Regions from separate parts of the Xenopus laevis genome. Here region 2 is linked to region 1. A link is a contact called in public Hi-C data. All regions are on one chromosome and are shown on one strand. The core of a region is the stretch at or near the end of the contact, and the rest is flanking DNA. Distances in the headings are between cores, read along the strand shown. Region 1 has its middle 6.9 kb from the start of rbm38.L. Region 2 has its middle 29 kb from the start of pck1.L.

Region 1 (5,655 bases), core at 208-2,707:
AGCTAATCTTTTTGGAGTTGACAGTTCTAGAGCTTTACTCTGTTTTGCACCCCTTATACCAGGCCCGGACTTGCAATCTGTGGGTTCTGGCAAATGCCAGAGGGGCTGCTATAAGGTGCCATAGAAAGTCATTATTTAGTGGGCTGGTAGGGGCTGTTTGGGCCTCTGTGTGGGCTGATTGGGCCTCAGTGTACCTGAAATGCCAGGGCCTATTTTAATTCTCAGTCCGGACCTGCCTTATACCACATGCCTATATTGGGAACTGCCCTGGGATTGATTATTTTTAGTAATCAGCTTCTTCCTTTTCTTTGTTCTCCCACTCGTCTGGCTCAGAGCAGGAGAGTCTCATTTAACCCTTCGTGACTGGGGGGCAGCAGCTAGATTGTAAATGGAAGGTGCTGCATAGTCTAGTGCTATGATGAAATAGAGCCTATTTGCTACCAGCTTTTTAGTGCTAAGGTGGCCATAGACTGTCTATGTCAGCATCTAATTGTATAAAGGTCTCCTGATGGCCTGTTTTATCAATATTTTGGCCAAATCACTCTAAGATCCACCAAACTACTGGATCCATTAGTGAACGTCAACTTTGTTGTACCACAGTGGCCAGTTTTGGGTGTTTTGCCCCAAAGAGCAGAGCCGAGTTATTGCCTATAAGTTGAAGGTTGAACTTAATGGATATATCAAGCTCAGGTTCTATGTCCTTTTGTTTGGTGCTATGCCACCAAAGCTCGTCACCCACAACTACCACAGAGCATGACAATAAGAATAAGGGTTCATGAGAAAACCCTCCCTGTTCCAAAAATACTGAGCATCAGTTCAGATTCCAACATCCAAGAGTGTATGGGAAGATGGGGGGGAAGGGGAAGACCCTTTATAGAAATGACGGACCCCCGGCAGCCTGTTCCAAAGGAGCAGCTGGGAGATTTTCACTTGACTTGAGTGCTCGCTCTGAATTTAATAGGCTGCCTTGTGTGAATGTGGCCAGGCACCAGCTCCTTTTATGGAATCCTGATGGGGCCTGTGTGTAAACAAAATAAAATTAAAGGAAAAAAAAAAAGATTCCCCCCATGCAGGGATTCATCACTAAACTGTCAAACTCCTGGGGGTTTGTGTATATTAAGATGAAGGAGACCCGGGTGACCTCTGTATAACAGCCGAATCCTACTGCGTGGCGAGGTGCCATTAATACACTCACAGCCGCAACCTTAAGGCTCCTAATCACATGTTGCTAAGTTCTACAGAGGGGAGTGGAAGTGACAGTGGGCTTTGGGCACTTTATTTTCTATATCTGCCGCTTCCACAGATGCCCAGATATTAATGCTTACCAAACATGCACAAATAACAGTTTGTATGATTTTCTGTGTGTGTATGGTACCCCACGACCAGTGTGTGGATCAGGCAGGTTTGAACATTTTAATCTATCGATGCAACATATGAGCCAGTGTATTGTATATCAGCATCCTGGAGGCTGTTAACCAGGACAAAAAGAACCAAAAAGGAAGGGGAGAATAATACTTCGTATTGCCCCTGATATGCTGTCCGTTTAGCCCATGGGCCATTCGGTCAAATAGCATACCAATTGGCCTGTATAGGGCTGCATTAAGGCTGAAATTAGCCATACAACTTAATTAAACCCTTCTAGTTAGCAGACTAGGACTATCCCGCCAGAAGCCAACCATGGTTCAAATGCAAACTATCACTGTCTTACCCTACCCTCTCTATCTTTCCCTACACTCTTCATCCTGCCCTACTGTCTCCATCTTGTCCTTGTCCTACTGTCTTTCCTTGCTCTCCTGTTTCCATCTTTTCTAGCTGTCTCCATGTTTCTCTACCATCTCCATCTTGTCCTGCTGTCTCTGTCTTGTCCTACTGTCATCATCTTGCCATACTGTCTCCATCTTGCTCTACTGTTTCCATCTTGTCCTACTCTCTCCATTTTTCCCTTCTGACTTTATCTTGCCCTACTGTCACCACCTTGTCCTACTGTCTCCAACTTCCTCTACTGTCTTCATTTTGCCCTACTTTCTCCATCTTGCCCTACTATTTCCTTGTCCTGCGATCTCCTTCTTGCTCTTCTATCTTCATTTTACCTACTGTCACCATTTGTCCTAAAAAAAGAGGGTTGTGGGTGCACTCCTAAAGCCATATAAAAACATATTTAAGTACTATAATCCCCTGTCTAAATGATTCAATGACTATGCAAGTGCATGTATTTTAAAAAGAAAAACAGGGTTTTTTGTTACAAGAAATTGAAAAGCCACCATACCACGTCAAGGTAAACCCCATACGTTGGTCCCTAACATGTTTACCTGTGATAAAATATAAAAGGTCATATACCTCTCTTAACAGCATTACTTGGAGTAAAAATCTCCTGAAGCTTGGTTTCAATCTGTGGACTAGATCCTCTCCCACCTGAATGTGCAGCTTTTAAAAGAGAGACTGCCCAAAATTTTTTTACAAAAAATGTGATTGTGAAGAGAGTATAATAAACCGCCATATGGGGTTTACCTTGGTATGGTGGCTTATCAAATTTATGATCATAACTTTGTAACAAAAAAACGTTTTTCTTATATTAAATACATGCACTTGCATATTTATTGAATTATTTAAACAGGGGATTATTGTACTTAAATATGTTTTTATATGGCCTTAGGAGTGCACCCACAACCCTCATTTTTTGTACCATTTTGTCCTACTGTCTATATCTTGACCTACAGTTTTCATCTTATCCTACTGTCTCCATCTTGTCCTACTGTCTACATCTTGACAAACTGTTTTCATCTTACCCTACTGTCTTCATTTTGTCCTGCTGTCTCCATCTTGCTCTTCTGTCTTCATTTTTCTTACTGTTACCACCTTGCCCAACTGTCTCCATCTTGACCTACTTTTTTGACGTTTTCATCATGTTCTACTTTCTCCATCCTGTCCTCCTCCATCTTGTCTTGCCCTACTTTGTTCTATCTGTTGTCATGTTACCGCTCCAGTATCTTTCATGTAATGTGGCCATTCACTGGCCAATAAAAGCACCAGGATGATTTAAAAATCCTGTTGGATGAGCTCATCATGGAGGAGCTCCCTGTTTTGGTCACTTCTACAATGTGATCTATAACCCTTAGGAGACCATCAGTTTTATTTTGCAGTGATTTCCCCACGGTTATTATGCTGCCCACCTGGCACTTCTGTTTGGCCAAAGCGGCACAGGGCATTTATCCATTCTTTTTATGCAAATTTCTCTTTCCCTGATTAATCTCCAGGACGCATTGGATTTAATGAGTCCCAGATTACACTGGAGGTTACAGTCTTATCTCCAATGGGTTGTGTTATCTTTCCCTGGGGGAATCTAATTACATCTCTGGATAACGATGAACCTTTCTGTATTGTGTGTATTTCAGCCATGTAACTGGGAATGTTTCTATTACATGATAGTGATAGAGTGTACTGCTGCCCAACCATTCCCATAGTAGGGCAATTATCTGAGATAATACATGTTTTATAGGCCAGACTGTTATCAATATGATGAAGTCATACACAGCAGTATGTGGAGCACATAGGCAGGATTGGAGCCAAAAAATACCCTAGAAGGCCAAATCCAGCCCTCCAGTTGGACAGCTCGGATACAGCGAATTTTCCCTTCTTCTGAGGCTTCACGTAGGGTTTTTCAATCTTCCACTGGAATACACAGATGTAAGGCATAATTCACTTTAACCAAATGTTAAACTTCCCTGACTTCATTTTTCAACTTCAGCTACTCTCTCACTGCTGCAGAAGCCATGGGCTGGCCAACACAGGGAAGTAACAGGGGGCCGGGGAAGCCAAGGTGTCAGTTTTAGCACTCTGGACTTTTAATAGTGACAATGAAAGAGTCCTGTAACAATCTGAAAGGTGTCAGTATCCTTTTAACATTTGTTGGGCATTTACATCCCAATTTGATTGCTAGGCTCCTTGCTGTCCCTAGCAACCAGCCATTCACTCAGCATCGACATCTGTATCATGCAATATGTTAATGAATAGTTACCCCCCATGGACAGGGAAGGGTTAATTTCTGAGGCAAGATAGCCCTGCCTGGGTTTGTTTGCACACATGGGGAGGGGTGTGCAAGATGGAGATATGATAACTGTGTCCTACAGAGATGAACTATATGCCCCAAGGGCATTTAAGAAATAAAAAAGGACAGGGCCTTGGGGAGTTGGTGGGAATAGAATTTTGCGACATGAATTCATGAATTTGGAGTTGCAGTTTAAAAACAGCGGCACACGGGGAGATGTCGCCCACAATTTTATATTTTTGCGTTCTGGCGATCTGCATTCTGGCGATGTTCTGCATCTATAGCGAAGCAAAGATTTCATGCGATTTCAGCTCCCAATAGATTTACTACCCATGATGCCACACACTACTTTTCTTTTCCCACAAGATCAATAAGATCGTTCAGTATCGAAAAAATGCTTCAGAAATGGCATTTTAGTAGAAACTTTGTTTTCTCCGACGTGATTTCCTTGGCGTGTTTTTCGTACGCGTGGTTTCCTCAGCGCGTTTTTATTATGAATGGTGAATGGACGCCAAGACGCTGGGACAGAAAAATTCAAAACCGCCGCCCAGGAAATGACGTATATCGTCAATGCGTGAAATTTACATACAATCGTGGCTTCTAATCTCCCGGTGTGTTTTACTATGGTAGATTTCAATACTTGGAAATGGAATTGCTATTTCAGTGAAACATTATACTCATTTGGAAGACAAAATGAACGATTAGTCGCCAAATCTCTCTTTTAAAAATTGCAGCGACCGATCTCCCCACGTGCCACTGCCCTAAGAAGAGCTGAAATTCTGGAGTTGGACCTCCTGGTATAAATAGGAATACTATCACTTATTAACAACTGACATTGTATACAGGATATATTCTAGCGGGCGGGGGAGACATCAGAGGCTGAGGAGACCAGGATCTAATAGTCCAGCTTGGCTTCAGTCTGTATTTGCCAGTCAATGCTGATAACTCCCTGAATAGGACCCCTGTGTGGAGGCTTCAGCCAAAAAGAGAAGGGGTGGGGTGGGGGCAGCCTAGCATCAGGTTGTACCAAACTAGCTTAGAGGGGGAGTGTGAGGCCTTGGTTGAAATGTAGATAATGCCACAGCTATAGACTTATTGGCTCGGTACTTGATTTATATTTATATCTAAAGGCTTCATGGCTGCACGTCTCATAATTCAAAGCTGTCTTCTCATCAGTACAGTATGAGGGTATAGCTTATTGTGTGCCCAGAACATTCCTTCTCTGTATATTTGTATTTATACATATGGGAAGGAGGTACCATATTGTTTCCCTTAGACAATACAGTATGAGGGTATAGATATTGTGTGCCCAGAACATTCCTTCTCTGTATATTTGTATTTATACATATGGGAAGGAGATGCTATATTGTTTCCCTTAGACAGTACAGTATGAGGGTATAGCTTATTGTGTGCCCAGAACATTCCTTCTCTGTATATTTGTATTTATACATATGGGAAGGAGGTGCTATATTGTTTCCCTTAGACAGTACAGTATGAGGGTATAGCTTATTGTGTGCCCAGAACATTCCTTCTCTGTATATTTGTATTTATACATATGGGAAGGAGGTGCCATATTGTTTCCCTTAGACAGTACAGTATGAGGGTATAGC
Region 2 (5,659 bases), core at 1,894-4,393, 71 kb after region 1:
TTGTAACCTGCAGTAAGAGGCAAAAAGTCAGCATCCAATTAACTTTACCCAAGCTTGAAGGGCTCATGTTTTTCAGCTATGGCAGCTCAGTAGTTAATAAGGCCATTCTACTCTTCTGCATTCACTTTATATTGTTACTTGCTTAAAGGGCATCCTACTCTTCCTTTAAACTATCTACTGTATCCGCCAGTTCTGGGATATGGTTCCACCCTTTGGCAAATGTAAGGATATATTTCACATACTATTGGCATTATAATGTGAGCTCTGGGGTACAGGTATGGGATCCGTTATACGGAAACTAAATCCAGAAAGCTCCGAATTACGGGAGGGTCGTCTCCCATAGACACAATTTTATCCAAATAAGATACATTTTTAAAAAGGATCCCCTTTTTCTGTGTAATAATAAAAAAGTAGCTTGTACTTGATCCAAACTAAGATATAATTAATCCTAATTGGAAACAGAACCGGTCTATAGTATTGGATTTAATAAATGTTTAAATAATTTTTTAATAGACTTAAGGTATGAAGATCCAAATTACAGAAAGATCCATTATCTAGAAAACCCAAGGTTCTGAGCAAGGTACCTGTATAACACATTCATTGTACACATGGGGAACACTTGGATTATATTCCAGTGTCTCCCTCTTCCAAACTACTGGGAAATTGTGTTTTTTGGTAATTTTACAGCAACTTTTATTCAAATCTGCAGCTTCCGCTCTCTCCTCCTCCTGTTTCGATTGCCTATTAAACAATGTAGCAATGGTTCCAGAAAGCTTTCCCCGTGATTGTATCACAATGAGAGCCTGGAACATTCTTGGCATGGCTTCTGTGTTCCCTCTCTTGGTCTTGGCATCGCCCCCAGCTGTACAGAAGAGAACAGAAAGGGAAAAACTCTGTTCTGCGAGGGGGTACAGGGGGCTGTAGTTAATTGAATCTTATTTGTGCAACAATATCACCCATACCAGTATCAAAAATCTCCAAAAGTTCATTAAATACCTGAATAAATTGTTCTTTGGGCACTGAAAAGGGTAACATGTCCCTTGGGGTGCCCCTTAAATTAGGACAAACTCCAGCTCCCACCTATGTTCCTCTGCCTTAATCTATTGGGATCTAAGAGGGCAGCTATATAATATGGATTCATATTAAAGGGGACATATACCCAGAGAAATTTCTTGAAAACTAGGAACAAATTTATGTAAATTGCAAAAGTGCTCAGAAGAGCCATTTTACATTCATTTTTATATGAGGGTTTACCATTTTCTTTAAAACTGGCGAAGAAAGGAAAGTCCAAGTACAACCACTAAATTGCACAGAAGAGCTTTGAGCTAGTTTATTTTCATTTTCTGTTCCCATTAAAAATTGCCATATTCTTATGATCATCACTAAACATGATTGCATGAGATAAACTCTACAGAAAGGACAGATTTTGTAGTTGATAATTAAATTTGTACAGTTTAGAGTTGTTGGGATTTAGTTACCACATTACTCTCCATGTCAGGATATTTGAACCCCCTCCTTATTAATTACAACCTTACTGAAGTGAGGAGCTGCTGAATGGCTTAAAGGTTAGGCATGAATATTGGTTTAGAAAATATTTAAATTAAAAAATGAAGCAGTAGAAGAATTATCTAATCATAGGGCTGATGTGCCTTGTTGGCTCAGTTGCTCAGGCCAGTTAACAGTCCCTGATTTTGTCATTTTTTTGTCTCCATTGCTCTATCTCCTATATAATTCTATAATCTTCTCCTCCTTTCCTGTGTTGCCTATAAAGTTGTGTAATATCTTCCTCTGTTCCTCTATATCTACTCCATTCCCCTATCTTCTTCTATATTTCTCTATATCCTATTTGTCTATAATCTCCTCCTGCATTCCTCTCCTATATCTCCAGTTTAATTCCATAATTTCCTTCTCCATTCATCTATCTCCTTCTCTGTTCTTGTTCTCCTACTTAATTCCATCACCTCCATTTCTGTAACGTTCCTTCATCTTCTCCTCTTTTCATCTGTATCCTTCTTCAGTCTGATATGTCCTGCCATTGATTCATTTACATTCAGCCATCTCTTCCTCTTTGTGCCATCTCTTCCACTATCGTGACATCTCTCCTTGTGCTATTCCCCTATTTCCTCCTCTGTTCCTCTGTATCATTCTCTGTAACTCCATGCCCTCTTATTCCTCCATCTTTTCCTCCATTCTTCCATGTACTCCTCTATGCCCCCCTCTGTTCTTCTGTTTTCCATCTTCCATATCTCTTTCCTCCTCAGTATCTTTATGTTCTCCTCATTTCCTACATTTTTAATCCTCCATCTGCTCCTTTGTCCATTGGGCCTCATCTACTTTTCAAAACATTATCAGTAATTCACATTTGCTTTCACTCTGACCTTACTCCCAATGTACTTGTGAATACAACTGAGTCCGAAATGAACAAAGAATTTTAATACTTTTTCAGGGCCACACACAGGAAGGCCATTTCGGCAAACACATGTTTGCATAAGGATTTGGACAGTAGGGGATGATCTTAAAATGTTCTAAATCCAAGGTTGGCAGTATAGAGTGATTTCTCATCAGGGCAAACTACATCAGAGACTTTGTTTCAACCGTAGTTCTGGTTCTTCTGGCTCTTCAGGTCTTGCCTGCTGTGCTTTGTTATTCACAAGTACCCTGTATTGATTTCCATCTATCAACATCTGTTTTTATAATATATAATAAACACAGTAAGTGTTCTTTCATTATGCAAAAAATGTTTTGGGTGAAGTTCCCCTTTAACGACGCACCCTAGTTCATAGGTAACAGTTCATTTTCCAGTTTGCTTTATCTTCCAGTCTTGCATTCAGACTGCTGCGTGGTTCCTAGTGACAGTGGCCCTAGCAACTAGCCAGTTCAGTTTCAAGCAGGAGAGCTGCCTAACAATGACCTCCAAGAAGGGGTTACAGTTATCTGATTCCTATAGATCCAGGGCTGTTAAGGAAGAAAGTCTTCTTTATTCTCCATGTTTCAGATATCACATTGCCTTACTATTCACAGTATTCTACAATGACAGCCCCTTCCCCTAGAAAATGCATTTTACTTTTCCTCTGCATACAGATGTTTTGTGGTGGGCTCTATTAAGAGACAGGGGCTCAGAGCGGTTACCCCTGATTGCACTGGCCCTGAAAGCCATCTGTGTATACAAAGCAGACTCATCCCTCACAGCCTTTTCTCCTTCAAATAATCCTCAGATTTACTGATGTCTCCTAATATGGTCAGGCACTTACCTAAACCCTGTGGGGAGACAGAGCTTTATGAATGGGCTGTGCATGACTCCAGAGCATGAAACTGCTCAGAAATATCTCATTAAACCTTGGCACAGGGCGCGCATGAACTTAAATAAATAGAGAAAGATCCTTCCATCGGCCATAAATTATATGGGGAGAATTAAAAAACGGTTGGAAATTTGCCTTGGTTTCTTCTAAAACCACCTAAGAACAGGAAGGAGCAAGGGAATGGAATTAGAGCCGGTCCCTGAGGTCCCAGCATGCCCTGCAGAACCCAAAGCCATCAGTCAATCCAATTGTAGGATATTGTTTTATTAGGCTCCAGAAAGACCCCCAGTCATTGCTGATAAAACACCCCCCCCCCATAATAATAATTAGGGTTCCTAACCAATCTTCTTTATAGAAAATAACCATTGTTGAACAGGGATATAATGGTAAAGGGCACAATCAATCGTTTTTTTTTGTACCACATGGCACAAGGGTTTAACACAGGGGACAGTCAACATTTCACCCAATTCAAAATTTATTGAACTCGAGAAATCAGATGGTGCCCCTGCAGCCCGCCCATAGCCGGCCAGGTTTTAATACACAGGGAAGGTGAGGATTATTTAAGCAGGGAGAGGAGAGATAACACTCAGCTAACAAAAGTAACAAGGGGTTACTACAACAAGGACTGGCGCTTGGAACTGCAAGATAATTAGCCGAATCCTTTAACTCCTTCCTAGTTCTCTGCAGAGCCGACTAACAGGCAGTTATGCAGGTAAACATTAACGTAAACCTTTGCTTTAAAGGGTAACTAAGCCCCGTATTTTTTTAGTTTAACAACCAGTCTCTCCCCTAACAGATTAACCTAATGGACAAAAAATAAAGTGTACAGCTCTTTTATTACGTAAACCCGAACAAGTGACATACAATGAACATAAACTGTGTGTCTAATTATGCCTAACCACAAGCGGTTTGATAGCTAAGAGATTGAAGGGCCCCCCTCCAACGATGCAGGAAATCCGAAAAAAACTATGGTGGACTATTGAAATGGAGAAACTTACTGCTTTACTGAATAATAGGCTTAGTAAATTTGAGGACGTATGGCATATTTGGCTCTATAGAGAAGGAATGTTACAAAGACAAATATAATATCTCAACCACGGAAAAGGTCTCACTCAACCCCACCCCCCACCTTTTCCTTCTTTTTTCCCCTTTTATAAGGAAATATTACAAATTTGTTAACACATTTATAGGTTTGTACACGTGCTATAATGAGATAGACGAGAATGTCTTTCAGTAAAGATTTTTATTGATGTATATATAAACAGGACACAATATTGCATTCTGTCGTATTTTTGTGTTAACCTCAATAAACAGAAAGTTGAAAAAAAAATAAAAATAAAGTGTACACCCCTACCTGCAGGACGTCAAAGGGGACGGCATGCAATTGGCCAGGTGCCGAAGAAAAGGTATATTTTGTGCAGACTGGGGCAGGCCAAGGGCTTTAGTTAGGGATATTACAAATTTACCGGCAGCTACATTGCCGGTAAATTTGTAAAACCGGCCCTGGCCTTTGCGGGTGCTTTACCGTAAAAATACCTGTAAAATACCGGCCAGGTGGCAACCCTACCCACTGATCAGGAGAATGGTTACATGGAATCCATCCTGGTCCTGGTTTCCACTGCACATGGTATCCTGCTTGGTAGTGACAAATATGGCGTCAAAGGGCTTGTGCAGAGGGGCTATTCATTGAGAATATATATATATATATATATATATATATATACATATATATACTCTTATGTACTGGCACACTCCTCTGGTTTACTGTGTGCAACTCCTTTTATATCTATGGTTCAAGACCAGGGTCGGCAGGACACTGGGAAAAAAGCTCTTCTGGACCCACGTCCCTAAGGTGCGTATACGTTCGATCGCGAGGGGAGGGGCTAGGGGAGAGAAGACTTCACGGCTGGTGGGCCCAGGGGATGGTGCGGGGGGCCCTGAGGCTGCAGGCCCGGTGTCAGACACAAGGTGCACTTCCCAGTAGCATATAGGGTTGCCCCCTGGCCAGTATTTTACCAGCTTGGCCAGTAAAAATGATGGTTGATCCCAATGTTATTAAAAAAGGTGGCAACCCTAGTGGCATAACTAGAATAGGTGGGGTGGCATGAGGGACTGGGGGGCCTGGGTAGGATAGGTGTTCATTCCAGAAAATTTGAAGAAAGAACAGGGCTGTCCGGCACTCAAACGGATCCACTGGACCAGAAAGGTTTAAGTTAAAAAAGATATCTTTATTTTACAAAGTTAAATGTATACATGCATCTCCATCTGCCCTACGCGTATCATACCGACAAGGGCATTTAAAGCCCTGTCGAAATTTTCTGGCGTGCCGCTCCCTAAAGCTGGGGGTCTGGGGCTGGTGC

Evidence for each region. Hi-C and Micro-C count contacts between places; a contact is called where the count stands out from the background.
Region 2: a Hi-C map of the XL177 cell line shows a contact between it and region 1, with 5 times the contacts expected there. The contact joins two enhancer-like sites. A contact is called at or near these places in 2 of 4 Hi-C or Micro-C datasets (the XL177 cell line and the XTC cell line).

What each region holds. Positions count from the first base shown.
Region 1 is chr9_10L:13,941,689-13,947,343 of Xenopus_laevis_v10.1, forward strand. No RefSeq gene overlaps it. Among protein-coding and RNA genes, the nearest start is that of rbm38.L, 6.9 kb to the right of the region's middle. Within about 2 kb of position 1,458, at least 1 of the 7 cell types and tissues checked has an H3K27ac peak or open chromatin away from gene starts, as enhancers often do.
Region 2 is chr9_10L:14,010,803-14,016,461 of Xenopus_laevis_v10.1, forward strand. No RefSeq gene overlaps it. Among protein-coding and RNA genes, the nearest start is that of pck1.L, 29 kb to the right of the region's middle. Within about 2 kb of position 3,144, at least 1 of the 7 cell types and tissues checked has an H3K27ac peak or open chromatin away from gene starts, as enhancers often do.